Regions from separate parts of the Oryctolagus cuniculus genome. Here region 1 is linked to region 2. The links are chromatin contacts, called in public Hi-C maps. All regions are on one chromosome and are shown on one strand. Each heading gives the region's core, a stretch centred on a gene start, on an enhancer-like site or on the middle of the called end of the contact. The rest is flanking DNA. Distances are from core to core; before and after follow the strand shown.

Region 1 (4,783 bases), core at 20-2,519, 780 kb after region 2:
TACTATTTGTTGTACTCTTTACTTAGTATAGAGTTAAACTGCTGTGTATAAAGTTAATTGAAAATAACTCTTAGTAAAAAATAAGAATGGGAAGAGGAGAGAAAGGAGGAAGAAGGGTGGGGGTGGGAGGGTGGGTACAGTGGGAAGAATCACTATCACTATGTTTCTAAAATTGTATTTATGAAATTTGTGAAGTTTATATACCTTAAGTAAAAGTTTTTTTGGGGGGAAAGTAAAATGGCATTACTATATTAGTTGATGACATTTTGTCTCTTTTTAGTTCACCAATCTGTAAACCTATTGACAGAATATGTTGGAAAAATATAAAATAAGAAAGAATAACCAGTTTTCCTAATATTATGTTTATATAACATTATATATTATATTAATATTATATTATATTTATATATCTAATATATTTATATGTTAGATTTATATAACAAATAGTTGTTGTACAACACTTATATGTAAAGCACACAGAAATAAATTTTGCAACTTTTAATAGAATTCAATGTAAAGATAATATGAGTGGAGTGATGTTAGTTAAAGAACAAAGAGAAATGTAAGGTAAAAGAGAAGGCACAGGAAAGAAATACATGAATTATGTAGAGAAACAAGAACATTTATTAAAAGACAATACTCAAAAATTTGCAAGCATATTGTTTTTGTGTTCTTGAAGGTAATGTACTTACTGGGATAAATCTACTTGTTAAAGAAAAGAAATAATATGGATAAGATAATGTGGGCACAGAATTTTATAAAAATTTAGAAATGAATAAGTGAGGTTATTTATCATTACAGTGGATTATTAACTAGTGCTGTCAAGGGTAAAATGCACTGACCCTCATTTTTACAGTTGGGATAACTTAGAACCCTCCTGAACTTGGTTTTTACTATAGCAGCCATGGTACACAACTTCCTTAGTTTCTCCTTTATTCCAGTTTTTATCATATTGCTTGCTTTGAAAAGCTGCTTAGTGTTTCATGGGTAGAAAACCTGAAAAATTAGGTCTGAAGGTAATTGCTGAGGCTTCATTATTTAATTTTACATATTTGGAGTCAAGAGTTCATTGAACTCATATGTAGATTTACAAAAATATGCTACAAAAGAGTATTAAATCAATCTTAGCAGTTTTTTTCCCTTTTAAAAGTATTGACCTAAAAATAAATTGGCTAACCTATTCCTTAATGTCAAAGAGAAAATGATTTAACTCTTGGGTATAAGCAAACCCACTTGGCAAAACTGCAGAGCAGAAGTAATTCTGCGCCAACCACATTTTTCAAAAAGGAAGTTCTTTGACATCAGAGGTTGTTTCCAATTGGCAGAGTTCAAGAACAGCAGACATTCCCAAAATAACAAACTTGAGACATCTTATTTTCTCGTACAAATAGTGGTGGTGGTGGGGGGGGGAGCGCTGCAGAAGTTTTTCATTAAGCTAATAGTACAAACTGTATTTAAAGGAATAAAGCTGGCCTAAAACTAACTTTTAAACTAAAAGTAGAAGCAATATTTTTCAAAATCCATGTGTTAGTCTGTTTTCCATGCTATAACAAAATACCTGAGGCTGGGTACTTTATAAAGAAAAGAAGTTTATTTAGCTCACAGTTCCAGTTCTGGTTCTGTTTCTGGCCATGGCCTCCTTAACCACATCACATCACAGGAGATGGCATCATGGTGGAAACATGTTTGAGAGAGAGAGATCACATGGTAAGATAAGAAGCTAAGGAGATGTGGGAGGGGCTAGTCTTGCTCTTTTATCGTAACTCTCTCCAAAGGCTAACTAGGTTCCCAAATGGGCTACAGTAATTCCTTCCAAGGTCTGCATCCCAGGTAAATCTCCTTCTAGTAGGCCCCTCCTCTTGAAGGTCCCACCACCTCTTAACATCACCACACAGGGCATCAAGCTTCCAGAATGTGAACCATGGGGGCAAATGCCACTTCCAAACCATACTGCCACAAAATCAGCTTTTATGCTTGTTAGTTTCTTTCTTTCAGTGAATACACATAATTTTCTAAGTGTGCATTCACTTTCAAAAAGTAAAGCTAAAATAAAAGTCTGGCCTCTTTGAGTCATGGCAGTTTTCAACCACCACTCAGTTAAAAGCCATTTTCAGGAAATGATGCATTTTCACAAAGAATAAAACTATGAAATGAGGAACCTATATGAAATTAGAGGAAAAATGCTCATATAGTAATTATGATTGTTTATTTTTTTTTTTTTTTTTTTTTGTGACAGGCAGAGTGGACAGTGAGAGAGAGAGACAGAGAGAAAGGTCTTCCTTTTGCCGTTGGTTCACCCTCCAATGGCCGCCGCGGCTGGCGCGCTGCGGCCGGCGCACCGCGCTGATCCGATGGCAGGAGCCAGGAGCCAGGTGCTTTTCCTGGTCTCCCATGGGGTGCAGGGCCCAAGCACCTGGGCCATCCTCCACTGCACTCCCTGGCCACAGCAGAGGGCTGGCCTGGAAGAGGGGCAACCGGGACAGAATCCGGCGCCCCGACCGGGACTAGAACCCGGTGTGCCGGCGCCGCTAGGCGGAGGATTAGCCTAGTGAGCCGCGGCGCCGGCCAAATGATTGTTTATTAAGAAAAAATATTTTTAAAAAACAATCATCCTTGAGAACTTGAAGTAATAAAATTATGCCACACTATAATTATTTGGGGAAGACACATAAAAATCAGAAACACCAGTAACTTTTATCTGTAAGGTTTAAGGAAAATGCGGGGCAGACATTTAGTCTTATGGTTAAGTTACCCATCATCCTATATCAGAGTACCTGGGTTCCAATCCTGACTCTGCCTCCAATTCCCACTCTCTGCTAATGCATACTCATAGAAGTAGCAGGTATGGCTCAAGTAGTTGGGTTCTGGCCACCCACATGGGAGATTTAGATGGAGTTTCTGGCTCCTGGCTCCTGTCCCCCCGGCTATGGCTATTGCAGGCATTTAGGGAGTGAACCAGCAGATGGGAGCTGTATTTACATCAGTTTATTATCTGTCTCTCTACCTCTCATATAAATTAAACAAAAAGAAAAACATGTTCGTAAAAAAAATTCCATGGTTTCTCATAAAAAAGTTCCATGGCTGAAGCCAAGGATATAAAGGCATGGCCAGAGAGCTAAACTAAGCCCAAAGACATATTTTGTTTGCCCTGAACAAAATTTTTGGTTTATTTGTTTGCTTAAAATAACATAATGGACAATATATAAAATTCTGATATTTTTACATAAAAAATTGAAATTCCCTTCTTATCCTGGGGAAAAAAATATCAGAAGATCTGGCCACTCAGGGTTCATCTGTATGAATAAGACAGCTGGAGCTGAGTTCAGGTTGTCTCACTAGATTGGGCATGCCTCAGTTACCTATAGCCTTCTCCACCATTCCAGTCATTCAGTCACCCAGCCTTACCATAGAAGCCCTTTTTATAGCACTGAAGATAATCTCATCTCAAGGATCCTAGTGCTGATAGAGAACACATGCAGGTAATCTATGGCAGGCAAATTATGGCTAGGAGGTCAAATCAGTTTCTAAGTCTATTTGAGTTAAGAAAAGCTTTAAATAGTTAAATAGTTTAGATAGTTAAGTGAAAGTTTAAAAAAGCATATTTCATGACATGGGGAAACTATTTGAAATTCAAATTTCAGTGTCTATAAATAAAATTTTGTTAGAACACAGCAAAGCTCATTAGTTTGCATATTATCTCATGGCTGCTTTTGTGCTGCAAGAAAGGAAGAATTACAACAAAAATCATAGAGCCTATAAAGCTTAAAATGCTCACTATTGCTAAAGAAAAAGTATTCAGTGATGCTTGCTCAAGCACAGGAAGGAAGATTTCATTCAGAGCCATCAAGATAGCACAGGGACCATGCAATGGATTCTTACAGTGAAGCAAAGAGATGGGCTCAACTCCAAGTACAGCATGTACACATGAGAATCTAAGCTAAGTCGCAGAGTTGCGGGTAGGGTCTGGAAAATTATTAAGAGGAAATATCAAGATTAAGGTACATTCTGGCTAAACTGACCAAGCAGGATTCTTGCTAAAGATAAGCCAGGGTGGTCAGACATTACCTGAGAGTGGTAGAAGATGAGGAGCCTGATCAGATATTGAGTATGGGACATTTTTGCTAAAACTAAGTATTAGAGAGAGAGATACACAGATGTGCCTAACAGTAGATTCAGAAGCCTGACTGAAGTTCGGGCAAGCAATAAATATTTGCTACCTTCAAGTCCTTTATAGAAAAAAGCTTGCCAACCCCAATCTAGAACAGTGTTATCCAACAGAAATGTAACATAAGTCACACATGTAATTTTAAATGTAATAGCCACATTTTTCAAACAGAAAATGATGAAATTTGATTTATAAATCTATTTCACTTGAAAATATTGTCATTTTGATATAGAGATTATTATTCAGATATTTTATGTTATTTTTCATACTGCCTTTGAAATGCAGTGTACCTATGCTTGAGTATATCTCAAATAGATTTAGCCACATTTCAAGAGTTCACGAGCCACAATGATGTTGGAGTATTGGAAAGAGAGCACAGATTTAGAATTTAAGAATATTAGGCCCTGGAAAGGGAGAAGGAGCGGGAGAGGGGAGGCTTGCGGGTGGGAGGGAATTTATGGGGGGTGGGGAAGCCATTGTAATCCATAAGCTGTACTTTGGAAATTTATATTCATTAAATAAAGGTTAACAAAAAGAATATTAGGCCCTTTCAGCTGGAACCACCATCTTCCAGTAATTCGCCAAGATAACGAATACAAAGGGAAAGAGGAAAGGTAC
Region 2 (4,908 bases), core at 1,511-4,010:
GCCTCTCCTTCTCTCTCTGTGTAACTCTGACTTTCAAATAAATAAATAAGTCTTTAAAAAGTAAATAAATATATTGGAGGAATTATAATGGAATGTGACTTTTTTTTCACTTTTACCTGAATATTTTCAATATTCTAGTTATTTGTGTTATTACTTTTTAAGTCAGAACCTGAAAAATAGCTTTGGATCCTTGTTGTGAAACATTTGATAGATTTCCTTTGTAAAAGTTATTTCTAAGGCCAATTTTGAGGGCCAGCATTATGGAGCAGTGGGTTAAGCAGCCTCCTGCCATGTTGGCAACTCATATGGGCATTGTTACAGTCCCAGCTGCTCCACTTCCAATCTTCGAATCCAGCTCCTTGCTAATGCACCTGAGAAAGCAACAGAGGATAGCCCAAGTCCATGGGCATCTGCACCCATGTAGGAGACCTGGAATAAACTCCTGGCTCCTGGCTTCAAATCTGCCCAGCTCTGGCCGTTGCAGCCACTTGGAGAGTGAACTAGCGGATGGAAGATTTCTCTCTGTCTTTCCCTCTCTCTCTCTCTGTAACTCTGCCTTGCAAATAAATAAATATATAAGTCTTTTTTAAAAAGGCCAACTTATGTTAAACAGTTTTTCAAATTTATCCATTTAAGTATATCAGCTTAAAAATAAATTATCTCCTGCAATTACTCAGAATTATTTAAAACATTTTGGTATTCTTTTTAAATTTCTTGCAGACTGGTTCATTTTTTAATCAACTAAGCCTGGTAGAAAGAAATAGAGTCAATTTTAGGACAATTTCACATTTACCAATGATTAATTTAGCATTTGTGATTTTTCAAGATACAAAGTTTTTATCTTAGTTTGGGATCATATGCGAAGCCCTGGATTTGAATGCCAGCAGTTGATTTGGGAGGAGATCTTGGGAATTTCTACCATTGAAGTAACTTGGTAAACAAGGAAGGGGAGGAAACCAGCACACAGTACATTAAAGATCAAATTATCATTGCGGGCTCATCAACTGGGACCCTCAGAGATACAGAGAGGAGCCCACCTAGAGCTGGTATCTATTCAGCATCTTCGGGAAATCATTCCTTGAGGGCTCCTGGGGCAGCACTCCCACCAGCCTGGGTGATGAGTATCTGGGACCCAGGAGAGGACCCAGAAACTGACAGCCTCTCCAAACAGGGCGTTCTAAGTCTGTGCACAGAGCGTATACAGAGTCTGCAACATTCTGGAATGGGCTTTGAGAGGCAGGAAATTGTAGTGGCAATATTAGAGTCTGAAACCAAACTGAGTTCAAACCATGTCAGCCCCTACTCATCTATGACCTTGGACAAGCTATTTGATCTCTCAGGGCCTCGGTTTTCTCATCTGTAAGAGGGAGATAATGACATTACCCAGCTTTTTAGGGTTATTATGAGAATTGAGTGAGTTGAAATAGGTAATAAGCTTAGAAGAGTGTTGACATAGATCATGTGCTGCTTATTCATATTCATTAGTTGAGTGCTCCAAAGTCAGTTATCAACCTGTTTCCAACAGTACACCTATAGTAAACAGTTACCACTTACCTGTGTTTCCTCATTTTCATTTACTAGTACCGGGTATCATTTTAAAATAGTTTTTAATTCATTAAACATTTAGAACTTGCCATGCTATGTGAAGTTTTAAGTTACCTCACTTCGGTTGAAAGATAAAAATCTGTTTCCTATTCATACATATAAACTTCACTTTATCATTTGTGGGGAGTATTTAAACTCCTCACCTGAATGTATTTGGAAACAATTTAGTTGAGTCTTGTTTTTTCCCTAGAGATAACACAACACTTAAGCACCGGTTTCCCCAGGGAACTCCATGGCAGGCGCAAAGCCTCTTTCTACCCCTTGCATTGTTTCTTTAACTGCCAAGCTTGATACTTCCCAGACAAGAGGCCCTAAGCGTCACTGGCAATTCACATTGCAGAAAAGACATCTATTATTTATACAGAATTTTAATTGAATACAATAGGAACAAATCACCAATCCAAGTGGTCAAGAGGGAGGAAAAGGGTTAAGAAGCTTCTGTTTAAAAGCAGGAATATTAGAAATGAAACTGCTGTCCCTAGGATGGCCTGAGTGGGTTTTTAAGCTCCTTAAACATGCTTAGATTCACCTGCTTTTATTTGTACACATTGGCATGGACACCCTTCCCCAGACAGCTAGAGAAAATAAAGTTGGATGATTTAAGCTGTTTCTATTGTTTCATGAGCAACCATCTAGTCTAAAAGACTAGGCTAAGAATTCTGAAAGTGGAAAATTTATTGTTCTACTCAAAAATTTTATAAGCCATCTCCCTGAGTATGAAATAGCTTCAGAGAGTTGTATTTTTCTCTGCTGGTTTGGTCCCTAACTATTTGAATCCACGATTTTCAATGGAGTCTAGAGATCTCCCAATAAATGGCAGGGACTTCCAAGTATGCTTAAAAAAAAAAAAAAGCAGCCATTTACTATTCTTCCCTGATTTGCAGAAATTCAATAAAATCTTTTTATGTACCCTATTTATTTTCCTAGACATTTAAATTTTTCATGCCTGCATGCTCAATAATTCAAGTGGAGTTTAAAATGGCCAGGTTTTACTTTCCATTGATTATCCTCGGGGACTGAGAGTTTAAAAGAATGACAGCCATGAAAAATCCCAGGCCTACCTCCAGCTGTGCACACATCACGCTATCTCTACCCAAAGTAACCTCTGCCTGCGCCACAGGAGACATAGAGAGCTTCCTAACAGTCATTGTAAATCACATCACATCGCAGGCTAACTTTAGAGCAATGGAGCCATCTAGATTCCAAATATGGAAGTACTGAGTGGGAAAAAAAATCCCCCTGGGATTCCTTTTTATCTGGATATTGAGGGAGCAAAAAAGGAGAGCCTATACATGTCCGAGTCTCTTTAGCAGGTGGGCAAAGACAACTCAACTGTGTGATGACTTCCCTCCATAAAACGTACTCAGTATTAACTCTTCAGTGTTAATAATCATATTTTTGAATATGTTGATCTAAAAATGAATATATTGTTGTCACATTTTAAAACATTTTATTGTACCCTGAAGGACACTTTATTCTTTTGATATTAAGAAAGGGAAATATTTTTGTGGCTGTCTGAATGTACTGTGGGCCGTAGGCACTGTGCCTCGTGGAGAAGTCAGCCTTGCTGGCACACACAGGGGACAATGGAAGATCTCAGTACTCTTCTGATGTATTCAAAGCTGTCCAGGCACGCTGAAGGACTCACTGCATTTCTTTGCAGCTCATGCATTTGTTTCACATGTCAATGTTCCTTTTAATGAATCTCGTAATAGATGATACATTTGATATGGTAGTGGTGAGTCATTTGTTCCCCCAAACCCTTCATTGAATTGATGATATTTCTTAAATAAACAACATCTTAGAACAGAGGAGGTATGGTACCATAGCCATGATGAAGAAAAATGGTCACCCCTCTTGGAACCTGCCCTGACGTGGCTCTATACCCTCCATACCCAGACAGTTGCACAGCAAGGGGGCAGGTCCCTTTGCCATTCTTTTCCCAATCTTGGAAATCTCACAGTAGCACTTCAGCAGTCTTCTGGGTGATACTCACAAGCCTTCCCACCTGCATACAGGAAGGACAAGCTCACATTGTGGAAGAAAATGTTGGGTGAAGGATATTATAGTGGTCACATATCACTTCTTGGTCTTTTGGCTAAGATCAAGTGTATAGTTATCACATTATGGAGAATGCAATCTGCCAAATGTCTCCCCATGGAGAACCATTAGTAGGGAGCTGCTTGGGATCATTTCTTTTTTATTTATTTATTTGAAATGCAGAACTACAGAGATGGAGAGAGAGAGGCAGAGGCAAAAATACAGAGAGTAGGAGAGGGAGGGGGAGAGAGAGGGAAAGGAAGTAGGAGAGGGAGAAGAACCTTCCATCTGCAGTTCACTCCCCGAATGGTTGCAGCAGCCAGGTCTGAACCAGGCTGAAGCCAGGATCCTGGAACTCCATCCTTGGCTCCCACATGGGTATCAGGGATCCATCTTCAGCTGCCTTTTCAGGCACAATAGCTGGATCAGAAACAGAGCAGCCAGGATTGGAACCAGCATTTTGATATGGGATGCATGCATCGCAAGCAGCAGCTTAACCTGGTTGGGATCATTTCTCAAAGGAGAGGATAGCGAGGGTAATGAACAAAGAGATGGCGTTTGGCTCATTTGCCACGTTCATGTGTCATGTTCATCCTCATGAAGGAGTAGAGCAGTTAGTTGGCTGTGCAGTATGAAGAACAAGGAGACATATCCAATCCACTCAGGCAGTGGGAATTACTATGAAACTACCTGTAGAGGAGCAAGGAAAACAGAATGGCTGAGAGGCCAGGATTTCCTCCTCAGCCAGCTGAGATGTGAAAGCTTATTTGGGGTGGTTGTGCTATTGAAGCGTCTCCAGCCTCAGATATCAGGTGCTCATTTCTCGAGGACTCTACCATGACCACTGCTTTTGGGGATACCACTAATGCTCTTGCTCTCTGCTCCTCTGCTTCTGTAGCTTATGTCTCCTGCAACTTCTGGAATGCTAACTCGGTTAGTTTTTCATCACTGGTCTAGACAGCTGTCTATCAGTGGGCCCAATGTGTAGACACTTTCTCAGCAAGTAGGTGCCCTCCACCTGCTAACTTTGACATTAGCAGTGATCTTAGGGCATCTGAGAGGACTGCTGGAGAGGGAATAACTAATTGTCTTTGCTTCTTTCAAGGGTCATGCCATAGAAAATTCTATTAGCACCCTGCTTGGAGCTGAAATTCTACAACATGGATTTGCAAGAGCTTGTGTGAAATGCACAATGAATCCAGGGAACTTTCACAGGCATCGCTGCTCAGAAGGGGGTCCTTTCCTCAAGTGAGTCCTCCCCAA

The links. A called contact is a pair of places that touch in the nucleus more often than the background predicts.
Region 1: a contact with region 2 is called in a Hi-C map of an unstated tissue, with 2.5 times the contacts expected there. The contact joins two enhancer-like sites. A contact is called at or near these places in 2 of 6 Hi-C or Micro-C datasets (ear pinna and an unstated tissue).

Annotation. Positions count from the first base shown.
Region 1 is chr1:183,606,977-183,611,759 of mOryCun1.1, forward strand. The region is part of intron 2 of MLLT3 (MLLT3 super elongation complex subunit); the gene reads right to left. Among named protein-coding and RNA genes, the nearest start is that of FOCAD, 48 kb to the right of the region's middle. Within about 2 kb of position 1,270, at least 1 of the 8 cell types and tissues checked has an H3K27ac peak or open chromatin away from gene starts, as enhancers often do.
Region 2 is chr1:182,824,756-182,829,663 of mOryCun1.1, forward strand. No RefSeq gene overlaps it. Among named protein-coding and RNA genes, the nearest start is that of SLC24A2, 100 kb to the left of the region's middle. Within about 2 kb of position 2,761, at least 2 of the 8 cell types and tissues checked have an H3K27ac peak or open chromatin away from gene starts, as enhancers often do.